4 separate regions of the Mus musculus genome follow, and regions 2, 3 and 4 are each linked to region 1. Evidence: chromatin contacts called from public promoter capture Hi-C data. All regions are on one chromosome and are shown on one strand. Each heading gives the region's core, a stretch centred on a gene start, on an enhancer-like site or on the middle of the called end of the contact. The rest is flanking DNA. Distances are from core to core; before and after follow the strand shown.

The links. Promoter capture Hi-C pulls out the DNA fragments that hold promoters and counts their contacts.
Region 2: a promoter capture Hi-C map of embryonic stem cells shows a contact between it and region 1, with 10 read pairs. The contact joins the enhancer-like site here to the promoter of Tnfrsf8 in region 1. A contact is called at or near these places in 7 of 39 promoter capture datasets (cranial neural crest, embryonic stem cells, frontonasal cranial neural crest and 2 more), 1 of 484 Hi-C or Micro-C datasets (bone marrow-derived macrophages), 1 of 115 datasets of contacts at active chromatin or transcription factors (embryonic stem cells) and 2 of 9 other capture datasets (adipose tissue and macrophages).
Region 3: a promoter capture Hi-C map of embryonic stem cells shows a contact between it and region 1, with 11 read pairs. The contact joins the enhancer-like site here to the promoter of Tnfrsf8 in region 1. A contact is called at or near these places in 3 of 39 promoter capture datasets (embryonic stem cells and pre-B cells) and 4 of 115 datasets of contacts at active chromatin or transcription factors (embryonic stem cells and epiblast stem cells).
Region 4: a contact with region 1 is called in a promoter capture Hi-C map of embryonic stem cells, with 12 read pairs. The contact joins the enhancer-like site here to the promoter of Tnfrsf8 in region 1. A contact is called at or near these places in 2 of 39 promoter capture datasets (embryonic stem cells and pre-B cells), 1 of 115 datasets of contacts at active chromatin or transcription factors (microglia) and 2 of 9 other capture datasets (embryonic stem cells and liver).

Annotation. Positions count from the first base shown.
Region 1 is chr4:145,313,805-145,316,468 of GRCm38.p6, forward strand. It overlaps Tnfrsf8 (tumor necrosis factor receptor superfamily, member 8), which reads right to left and starts at 1,360. Exons shown (of 13, transcript NM_009401.3): 1 at 1,218-1,360. The coding sequence starts at 1,280.
Region 2 is chr4:144,823,717-144,826,380 of GRCm38.p6, forward strand. No RefSeq gene overlaps it. Among named protein-coding and RNA genes, the nearest start is that of Aadacl4fm5, 38 kb to the left of the region's middle. Within about 2 kb of position 1,300, at least 4 of the 459 cell types and tissues checked have an H3K27ac peak or open chromatin away from gene starts, as enhancers often do. A contact at or near this core is called in embryonic stem cells, where this site is marked.
Region 3 is chr4:144,933,681-144,936,344 of GRCm38.p6, forward strand. It overlaps a transcript of Vps13d not described here. Among named protein-coding and RNA genes, the nearest start is that of Gm42344, 22 kb to the right of the region's middle. Within about 2 kb of position 1,316, at least 27 of the 459 cell types and tissues checked have an H3K27ac peak or open chromatin away from gene starts, as enhancers often do. A contact at or near this core is called in embryonic stem cells and epiblast stem cells, where this site is marked.
Region 4 is chr4:144,991,251-144,993,914 of GRCm38.p6, forward strand. All of the region lies in intron 67 of Vps13d (vacuolar protein sorting 13D), which reads right to left. Among named protein-coding and RNA genes, the nearest start is that of Gm36317, 29 kb to the left of the region's middle. Within about 2 kb of position 1,356, at least 28 of the 459 cell types and tissues checked have an H3K27ac peak or open chromatin away from gene starts, as enhancers often do. A contact at or near this core is called in embryonic stem cells, where this site is marked.

The DNA.
Region 1 (2,664 bases), core at 110-2,609:
ACGGCTTTAATTGTAAAACATGTTTTCACAGGCCTGTGAGATGGTTCTGTGGGTAAAGGCACTAGCTGCCAAACCTGATGACCTGAGTTCTATTCCTGGAACCCACAGGGTCAAAGGAGAGAACCAACTCCCAGAGTTGTCCTTAAACCTACATACTCATGTAAGAATGTGCCATGCCCTGATCAAAAAATGTTTCGACTTAGTAGGAGAAAAGAAACCAAACCTCCCCACTTTCACATCCTACTTTTTCCTTCATCTTCCAGGGTCCTTGTTGCTCCAAACTCTTACCTTCCCCGAATGAGGGCTTCGGGCATGGGGGTGAGGTAGGGTAGGACGGCTCCTCTGCTCACTTCTGCCCTCTGCAGGGCAGGTGTCACACTGCCCACTGGAGATGAAAGGGACACCTTCCTACCATCTCTCTCCTGCCCTCTCTCCTCCCTTGTCTTCACACCTCTCTAGCAGAGACACCTCATGTCCAGCAAGCCTGCTGCTGTCCCTTGTCTCCCTCCCCCAGCTACCATTCAGCCATGCACTTTTTTCTTCCATGTAGACCTTAGGTTCCGTAAAGAAGATTATCTGAGTGGCTCTTCAAAGTCCTGTCTCCTTCCCACACACTAATGCCTAGTGTGGCATTGGCCCCTAGGAATTGTTCAGTTTTCCTAACTCATTGACCAGACTTATTTCTGGGGCTTTCAACTATAGAACCAGAGACAGCACTGACTTGCTCCTGGGACAAATATCCACCATGTGCTTGCTCCAGGGCACCCAGCCCACATCACCAGCTGGCCAGACCCCCACCTTTGCTCTCATTCACCCCCTCCTCTCTTTCCTCAGCCCTTCCAGCCTACGGATGCACAAACAACCCGTTATCATCCTCTGGCAAAACAAGGGCATACTCAAGTTTCTCTATCCAGGACCCCCTCTGGGGCAGCAGTAACAGAACAGGAAAGGAACAGCTTTCTCTTGCTCCGGGTTCAACTCACGGATAATGAAGGAGCAAACTGCTCCCAACTATCGACTACCTGCGTTTGTGACGAGAGAAGCTCTAACTTTACTCTTCAGTTATCCACCCACCTGTGGATGCTTGCATATTTTAGTTGCCTCCTGTGCCCCCTCACTCTAGTTTGAGTTGGGGAATAAGGTGAGAGGTTGCCTTGTCCTCCTTTACTCTAGCCACTGCTCTCGCACAGTGTCCGGGGCTACTGTCATTCCCTTACCGTTGGGAAGGCTTGAAGCATCCCCAGGAACAGCAACCCCGCTGCGGTGAGTAGGGCGCTCATCTTGGCTTCCCGAGTCTCCAGCGCCTGGCCACCTGCCGGCACCCTGACTCTCCCGCGGTGAAATCACTTCTAATGTGACTGCGCCTTCCTAACCCTTCTTCGGGTTCAGCCCTAATCCTTCCCTCCCCCACCCTCTTACCACCTGTGATGCAGCGATCTGCCTGCCTGTGAAGCCTAAGAGAGAAGGGGCCACCACGTGCAGAGATGACTCAGGGCTAGCCACAGCGCACGCACGCAGGGGGCTCCCCTGCGTTTTGAATGATCCGCCCCGGATTTGAAGAGGAACCGGGAAGCCGGCTCAGCTCTAAAGGTACAGGACTCAGGAGTCTGAGAGGTACAGAATCCTGAGGCCTCTAGCCCCATTCCCCACCCCCAGGAAGGGTGAGATTCTAAGCCCACATCATCAGGATTCTTTGGAAGGGACAGAGTGAGGAGAGTTTCGAGAAAAATGAGCACTTCTTCATTGTAACATTTGCTGTAAAGTAAAGCCAGCCCTGCACGGGGAATGAATGGGCGAATAGAGAACAAATGGATGGAAGTGTGGGTGGGAGGATGAGGGAATGGATGGATGGGTAGATGGGTGAGGAAGATGAGAACAAATGCATAAATGGATGAGGGGATGGATGAATTGATGGATGAGTGGAAAGAGAACACGTGGATTGGAATATGGATGGATGGATGGATGGATGGATGGATGGATGGAAGCAAGGAAGGATGGATGGGCAGATGGGGTAGGTGAATAGAGAACAAATGAGTGATGAAGTGGACGGATGGTAAATGGATGAGAGGGTCACAGAATGAAGGGATGGGTGGATGGATGAAAAGATATCTGTGAATGGTTAAGTGAGTGGGAGGGTTGGGGAATGAATGAAGAGATTAGGTAATGGATATATGGATGGATGGGTAGATGGATGAGTAGGTAGATGATGGGAGGACTGATGAGATGAGGGAATGAATGGATATGGGGTAAAGGGGAAATGGATGCATAAAGCAATAGATGGATTAGTGGATGCCTGCATGGAGCATGGGTAGGCAGGTGGGTGGACTGACCAGTGAACGAACTATGTGAAGACTAGGGCATATGTTAATCAATCCACAGGTATCCCTGCCCTTTTTTGCCTGGTGGATATAGCTGGCACCCTGGAGCCTCACCTGAAGTCTGCCTTATTCTATTCCCCAAGCTGCTGTTCGAATGTGGGGCTCCTCGGACTCCAGGCTCTCCTGATTGCTTCTGTGAGTACTGGCAGCACATGGTCACTGCTGAGCACTGACTAGCAGGTGCTCACTGCTTTTGTCTGGTATTGCTTTGTTTTCAAACATAGAAACCAACACCGAGAAAACAGGCATGCTACCTATGTGCTCTAAAGATGGGAGAGTGGCTTCT
Region 2 (2,664 bases), core at 50-2,549, 490 kb before region 1:
GTCGAACAGGGACTTGAGGGGCACCTAGAAGAGAATGGGGGACAAGAAACACAAAGAATGGACAGCAAGACAAGATATCCTGATCAAGCTGACAGATTTTTATTTTTCCCACACAGGTTATATACTCATAGAAGCAGGAAGGGGGTAGAGGGGGGTTGCTTTGTCTCTGGGTAATGCACCTGTTCCCAGGAACAGGATATTGACTGGGTAAACCGTTTACCTATGCACAAGATTTATAGCTATTTGTTCTCCTCTGACTTCAGGATCTATGTCTATTTGTACTCAGCTGGACTAGTACTTTCCCACAGAGGCCAGGACTTTATGCCAGCAAGCAAAGCAGCTAACGTTCTAACAAGGTCACTCCCAACAAAACACAACATGCCTCTTTGCAACTAGGTCACAGGAGACAAAGGAGAACAAACCTGATTCAATCCTCACAGTGATCCTAACAAGTGAAAATGACAACCCTCAATTTCCCTACATGAACTTGAGGAGCCTTGAGATTCAGGGAAGCCAGGATTCTCAATTCCCACCCACACGATGATTTCCATAAATGAGCACACTGTGCACAGAATCCAGAAAGTTCAAAGATGCTGTCTTAGAAAACTGGACTACCAGCAAAGAACCAAAACTGGCCACTGGGACCCTGCTGGTCTCATGTTCCAGGCTCATCTCTCCCTGATGTACTAGGAGCATGGTGAACATTGTTAAAACTACCACTAAACACATGCTAAATTGATACTAGTCTTAGTAATAAGGCCTTTTTCCTAATGTTTATTTTACCAGTGCTGAAGTAAAAGTGTTAGAAGATAAGGCAACTGAACTCCTTAACTGGGAGCTCTTAGACTCCTCTGTGGGGCTCCTTTGAGAAAATGACTGTTAGTCAAATGGCCAGCTAAATTTATACCAGTACTGATCATTTTGAACAACATACAAACATTGAGAAAGCTACACAATAATTGTGCCACTTGCCTCTAAAACCACTCTAGCTCTTCAAGTCATAGCCACAGCCAAAAGTGTCTCAAACAATTAGAAGCAGACTGCCCTTGCAATTTGAGGCCAAAGAAACATCAGAGGCCATTGAGGTTTGGTCTGTTACTATGTATTACGATGCTAAATTCTGTATTCCAAAGTCTAGTTGCTGCACAATGAGTGAATTCTTCTGTATGCCAGCTTTTGTTGTGCAAACTTTGTTTCTGAATTTAAAACTATTCATTGAATAAAGTTGTCTACCACCTGTAGCAGGGCAGAAAAGAGATAGGAGGGGCTTCAGTTCCTGGGTTAAGGTCAGAGGCAAAGATCACAGAGAGAGGAGAAGAGGAAGGAGAAAGGTATTATGAGGGAGGTAGGTGGTGAGCGTCTGGCCTTGAGAACTGGCCTGTTGGAGTAGGAGTGGCCTAGGTAGAACAGGACAAATGATATCTCAGGGTTACTGATAAGCAAGTAGACAAACTAGCAAAGAGGGTTGAAAAGTTTTGTTTGCTTTATTTGGCAACTAAATGGTCTAAGGTGGGGTAGAAACTCCCAAATAATATTTACCACAACAGAGGAACTCTAGCCTGGCACAACATGGACAATATAATGCTTCTCATAAACACAATTCTGTATAAATGCCTACTGATGCTGGAGATCAATATCTTTCTGATTAGATTAGCAAGCTATTGTGCTCACTTTATGAGTCAGCTGGGAGGCATCTTTCTATGTTAGCTGTCTCCTGGGATTGCAACATTAGACTCAAACAGCCTCTCACTAGAAGTTGTTTCCTGCCTGCCTTTGTAGAGCAATCTAAACAGGTCACCAGAAGGAAGTATTGGTAGCAGTGACAGAAGAGGTCGAAACCACAGTAGAGCTGAGACTTGACAATGGTAGAGCCACAAGGGCCACTGATGGTTAGACAATGGCGATGACTGGACCATGGAAGAAACCAGAAGCCTTGAGAACAGTGATAACAGACTCAAGAGGACTCTCCAGTGTCCATGACAGGAACATACGGAAATCATCAAAAATAGCAATAAGGGGTAACATAAAAGCAGTGCTGACAACAGCAGTAGATTTCAACAGCAGAGAGACATAAAGGGGATAGAGATAGCAGTGGCCACCACTAGAGAAACAAAAGCAACTGACTCTTTAAAGGACTAAGATGTTAGACACTCCATGTGAAATGTGAATAAGCTATTGTCAACTCCTGGATAACTCTGACCTCCTATGTATACACAGGATGTGTACATACAAAAACATGCAGAGGTCAGAGCTCCTTTCTGTGAGCTAAAGTAACCCAGATCATGCCAAACAACACCCTGGCATATATAAGTCAATAATTACTCAAGTCAGTCACCCTACCATCACCTCCACTGAGTCTGTCTTGTGGGCCAGGCAGCTGCACAGATTATGATAACTATCTGCAAGAGAATACACAGTCCAAAGCAGCCATGATCAGCATACCACATCCAACTGCAGCCCCAGGGACAGAAGCTGCCATGATTGGCATGGATATCTGCCTCAATTCCTCTGAAGTGAGGATTGCCAGCTCTGCTAGGACAAAGCCACACATCAATCCCAGCCACACATCAATCCCAGTAGACTTTAAGGCTCATTTTCTACATCATTGCATTTTCCAGTAAGGCCAACTGAGAACCTGAAAGATTTGTGAATCTAAAATGGACA
Region 3 (2,664 bases), core at 66-2,565, 380 kb before region 1:
CCCTTAAGACCAGACATCCCATGAGGGCAGAGCATCTGGCACAACCTGGCTGTCTGCATAAGTAGACTCTTCAGCAATGGCTGCAAATAGGGAAGCCCCTTCTATGTGCAAGTGGAGCCCCTGAGCCTGAAAAACCACAGTGTATTGCAAAATGTTCAAGACTTCATCCCAGTATTCCTGACGTCGTGGACAGGGCCACTGGCAGGGCTGTCCTGAGCTCTACTGGAGACCTGACAGTACCACTGTCTTCATCTTTCACAGTTATGACAATCAAAAATAACCCTGGGACTCTATGAAATGTTTCCTACAGAGCTGAGTCACCCTGGTGGGAATATTTGGTCTTCAGGCCATTTGTTTCTTCTTTGCAACAACTCAGAGTTGTGGAAGTGTGGTGACTTAAATAGGAATGGACTCCCACAGGCTCATATATTTGAACACTTGGTCCCCAGTTAGTGGAACTGTTTGGGAAGGATTAGGAGGTATGGCCTTGCTAGAGGAAGTGTGGCACCAAGAGTGGCCTTTGAGGTTTCAAAAGCCCACCATCTGCTGGATGTGGCAGAGCATGCTTTTAATCCCAGCACTCAGGAGGCAGAAGCAGGCAGAGCTCTGTAAATTCAAGGCCAGCCTGACCTACATAGTGAGTTCCAGAACAGCCAGGGTTATTCAGAGAGGCCCTGTCTCAAAATAAAACAAAAAACAAACAACAACAAAAAAGGCAGTTAGCATTGTTTGTTGCTAGCTGTGGAAACTGAAGTCTAGGATGCTTTAGTGGCCTGATCCCTAAAAGGTTAGCTGATCCAGGAGCAAGAGCATCTCTCTGTCCCAGGGCTAGAATCTCTAATCCTGCTCAGGCATCCATGCCTCCCTCCTGGTGAGATAACCAGTATCTGCAGAATTTTCCAGCACAACTCCCCCCACCCCCAAATCCTTATCATTCCTTTCATTTTTCAAGACTCACAAGACAAAGGAAATAAGCAGTTGAAGAAGACACACGCTGAGCTCAATCCCCTGCTGCAGCTGGTTTGTAATTGGATCCTGCCTGGGAAGGTGACTTGGGCCTGGGCAAAACCCCAGACTGGGAGAGGCAGTAGGACTGGGCTCTGGGTTTTGTAAGCTGCTCCACCAAGTGTGAGTGTGAGTTGGGACTGCAGACTGCATACCACAAGTGCCACTCTGGGGTCCAAGTGCCTTGGCTTCTTGCTGAGGGTGGAGAGGTGAGGGTATAACCCAGTCCACCCTTCTTTACCATGTTAGACTTACTGCCCTGCTGTGTGCTCTGTGTGAGATGCCAAATGAAGAGAAGCTGGCTTGGCTTTCCATCCAGACCTGCTGAGAGCCAGGAAGGAGGCAGGGCAGGGATGAGTCTGGAGCTTGAAGCCATCCATACCTGGCTGAGTCTTAGTTGAGTGGGACCATGAGTTTCACCTTAACCTGAACTTAACCTTCCCAAGCCTCTTTCCTCATCTGAAGCATAGAGCCACTGAGGGAAAACTCTAAAGAGAAATACAAATAATGAACTAACACACTGAGCACTACTAAACATCCATTAACAAATGTGTATCTCCTTTACTTTGCAATAACAGCAATGAGTCACTGTGAGCCTAGTGGGACAGACCCAGAGTATGCTTAGCAAGGAGACAAGTCTAAGCAATGGTACAGTTGGGATTTGAACCCCAGAGTCTCATTACAAAATCCTGCTTTTAATCCCTGGCCTTCTGTCTTTGTGAAGAAGCCATCCAGTACTTACCATGACTTGCCAACATCTTTATCTGTCCCAACCTGGACACTTCTTGCCATATCTGCCATGTCATTGCCTTCCTTGCTGGAATCTGAAACAACTCTCAGCCCAACTTTGGAAGGACAAGCAGGTGGCTTCTGTGACTTTTGTGAATAGAATGTGCTGGCCTCCCACTGTGGAGTGGGAAGTTGTGAAGTGTACCTCTCTCTCTCTCTCTCTCTCTCTCTCTCTCTCTCTCTCTCTCTCTCTCTCTCTCTCTCTCTCTCTCTCTCTCTCTCTCTCTCTCTCTGTCTCTCTGTCTCTCTGTCTCTCTCTGTTCCTCTCTGTCTCTGTCTGTGTCTCTTCTCCCCTCCCCTCCCCTCCCCTCTCCTCTCCTCTTCTCTTCTCCTCTCTTCTCCTCTCTTCTCTTCTCTCCCTCATTTTTCTGTCCTTCTCTCCTTCCCACCTCAAGGTCTGGGGACAAAGCTAGTACCTTGATGGGACTAAGGAGATGGCTCAATAAGGGCATTGCTGTACAAGCATGAGGACCCAAGTACAAATCCCCATGAATGATTAAGGGCCCTTAATTATGGCAACTGTGGGCAGGTGGGTTAGGGATAAAAGAAACAGGAGGATTCCTTGGGCTTGCTGGTTACCAAGCTAACTCAGTTCTCAGCAACTCATCACAAGGAAATAAAGCATAAAGAAATAGAACAGGACATTCCAAGTCTTCCTCTGGGGCTGGAGAGATGGCTCAGTGGTTAATAGCACAGACTGTTCTTCCAAAGGTCCCGAGTTCAATTCCCAGCAACCACATGGTGGCTCACAACAAGCCGTGATGGGATCCAATGACCTCTTCTGGTGTGTCTGAAGACAGTGACAGTGTACTCACACACATAAAATAATAAAACCTAAAAGAAGAGCAATTAGCCAAGTCTTCCTCTGCC
Region 4 (2,664 bases), core at 106-2,605, 320 kb before region 1:
TAAAATTAACTGTCTATCCCCACCTCTTCCTTAGAACAAGTAAATCAATTTAAAACTCATAAATGTGGCTGGGTACAGTGGCTATCACCTTTAATCCCAGCACTTGAGAGATTAAACAGGAAGATTATCAAGTCTGAGGTCAGTTTGGGCTGCATAATGAGTTCCAGGCCAGCCTGAGCTACAATCTGAGCCTTTGCCTCAAAAACCCAAATCCTTGCCTCAGTGTGGTAATGAACAACTTTAATCCCAGCACTGGGGAGGCAGAGGGAGGAGAATCTCTGAGATAGAGGCCAGCCTGGTCTACACACTGAGTTCCAGGACAGCCTGGGATACAAAGAGAAACCCTGTCTTGAAAAACAACAGCAAATGCAAACCCCAAACCAAACAAAACTCAGCCCAATCTGAGAGTGTGATATTTAGAGTTTCACTGCCACAAGCACTAATATGGTGTGTGTGTGTGTGTGTGTGTGTGTGTGTGTGTGTGTATAAGGTCTGTGACATGGCTCCCAATAAGTGTGACTCCTTAAAAGCATGCTGGAAAATGGACACAAAAGCATTTTCCCTGCTCTATTCAGATATTAATTTCCTGAAATAATGTTTGTAAAAAAGCAGTGCTCATCAGCTAGAATTCAATATTCATTGAAATTCTTAGAGCTGGAATAATCTCAGAGTATTGCCTTTAGGAAAATTCACCATAGTCAAGGGTTTACAATACATACACTATACATAATAACACACAAACACACACATTGTATATGTGTATATATATATATATACACATATACATACACATATACCATATATATGGTAAAGATATACATGGTAATATATAGCATGTATGTATGCACATATGTACGTGTATTACTGGCAAAACACTTTCTCTTATTGTGTTTGTAAAACAACCTCTCCTGTACAGCTACTGCTACCTCACAGTCTCTATCAGGGCCAAAGCCAGGTAGACTTGGAGGTACTGTGGCTTAGGGACTTGCTGCTTCGGGACTACCTGCTCAGCCTCAGGGCTTCTCACATCTTCCTGTCACACAGAGGGAAGAGGCTGGAAGAAAGGGAAAGTAGAAAAAGAGAGAACTCTGACGGAGTAAAAGCTGTCCGGTCTTTGTGCCCCTGGTTTAGGTCTTTCAGCTGAGCTGTAGGGGGCTGAGGGAGAAACAAATGTTCTAAGACAGGTACACCTCCTTCCAGCCCAGATCCACCCAAGATGAAATGTAAGTCGCTGGAAACTGTAGGAGCTGATGCAGGAGGGTCAGGTGATTAGGGAAGGTTGGCAGGCAGCAAGGCCTCTGGAGCAGAAAAGAAGCGAAGGCTGGAAACTGGGAATGACCCAGGAACCCCTGGAGCGCAGGAATGCTGGCAATTCCCTGTGGGGGACACTAGGAAACTCTTGGCCCAGGTCACATGCTCCCAGAGGTAACTGGCAGCTTTGGGGGACTGTACCATGTCTGCATTTTTCTGAGAAGGAAAAAAATGGGCTCAGAAGTCTGGCAGCCACTTTGGACCCAGCTCCTCCTAGGGAAGCAATAGTCATCTTGACATTGCTTGTCTGACCCAATGGTCAGGACTCTGATTTCATTTAATCCCCAAGAAGAGGCCTATTCGGAGTGAATTTCTTATATGGCTCATAGGATATCAGACCAAGCTTTAGGTTTCTTTGACCTTGGAGACAAGTCACCTCCAGTCCCCATGCCCCTTCTCACCAGGTGGGTTTCTTGCTGTTAATCCTTAGGCTTAACCAATAGCTAAGCTCTCACAGAAGCCAAGGCCACCTTTAGCAAGCTGCACCATCTAAGAATCAGAGATGACACTGTCTTGAAGCTTGTGTCTGTCTGGCTCTGGTCCAATGCCCTCCAGACTATCCTAATTTTTCATACCAAAAAAGACCCTTCTCTTTGTTTTGACTCTCACCATAGGGCCAGGCATAAGCCCCTACAGGAAGGGGATAAGGAGAACAGCTGTGTGTCTGAATAGGAACTGGCTTCAGCAGGGTCCTTTCTAGGCAGGAAAGAAACAGAGCAAAGCTGGCATCTTGGCCATACCCTTTGGTCCCTCTATGACAGGCTCATTTCTGCCTGGGACCAGGATGTTCCACCTGTGACAGAGAGTATTCTTTATTTGGTGATAAAACGGTCAAGCTGTCTGTTAATTACGTGCTGCCCAGTGTTAACATGGGCCAGGCTGACTGTCATAGTCCATCAACCCTTGGCAAACTGGTTTGTTTGGTCTGGATAGCAAACAACATTCCACACTACTGGATTTTTTTCTCTCCCAAATCCCCTGCGGCCCCGTCACCCCACCCCCCCCCAAACCTTTTTAAAAATTACAGTCTGTTCTGCTGTCTCTGGTTACAGTCTGTAAACAATAAGCAATGCTGATGAAATGCAAAAAGCTGAAAATTTGCAAAGCAGAAAGGTCTGCGGGATGTCCCCCATCTGTGTCACATTAAACACGCACTGCACTCGAAAGGTCCTGTGACTCTTATTGAATCAGGACCCCTGGGTGACGCAGGCCAGAAGTGCTCTTATGCTGTATGTTGACGGCCACTGAACACAAGCAAGGAGGGGCACAAGGTGGCATTAAGAAGAGTGGATATGCAGATCACTGTAGACTCTGGTTTGTGTATGTTGCAAACTGGCAGGTCATGAGGGAATG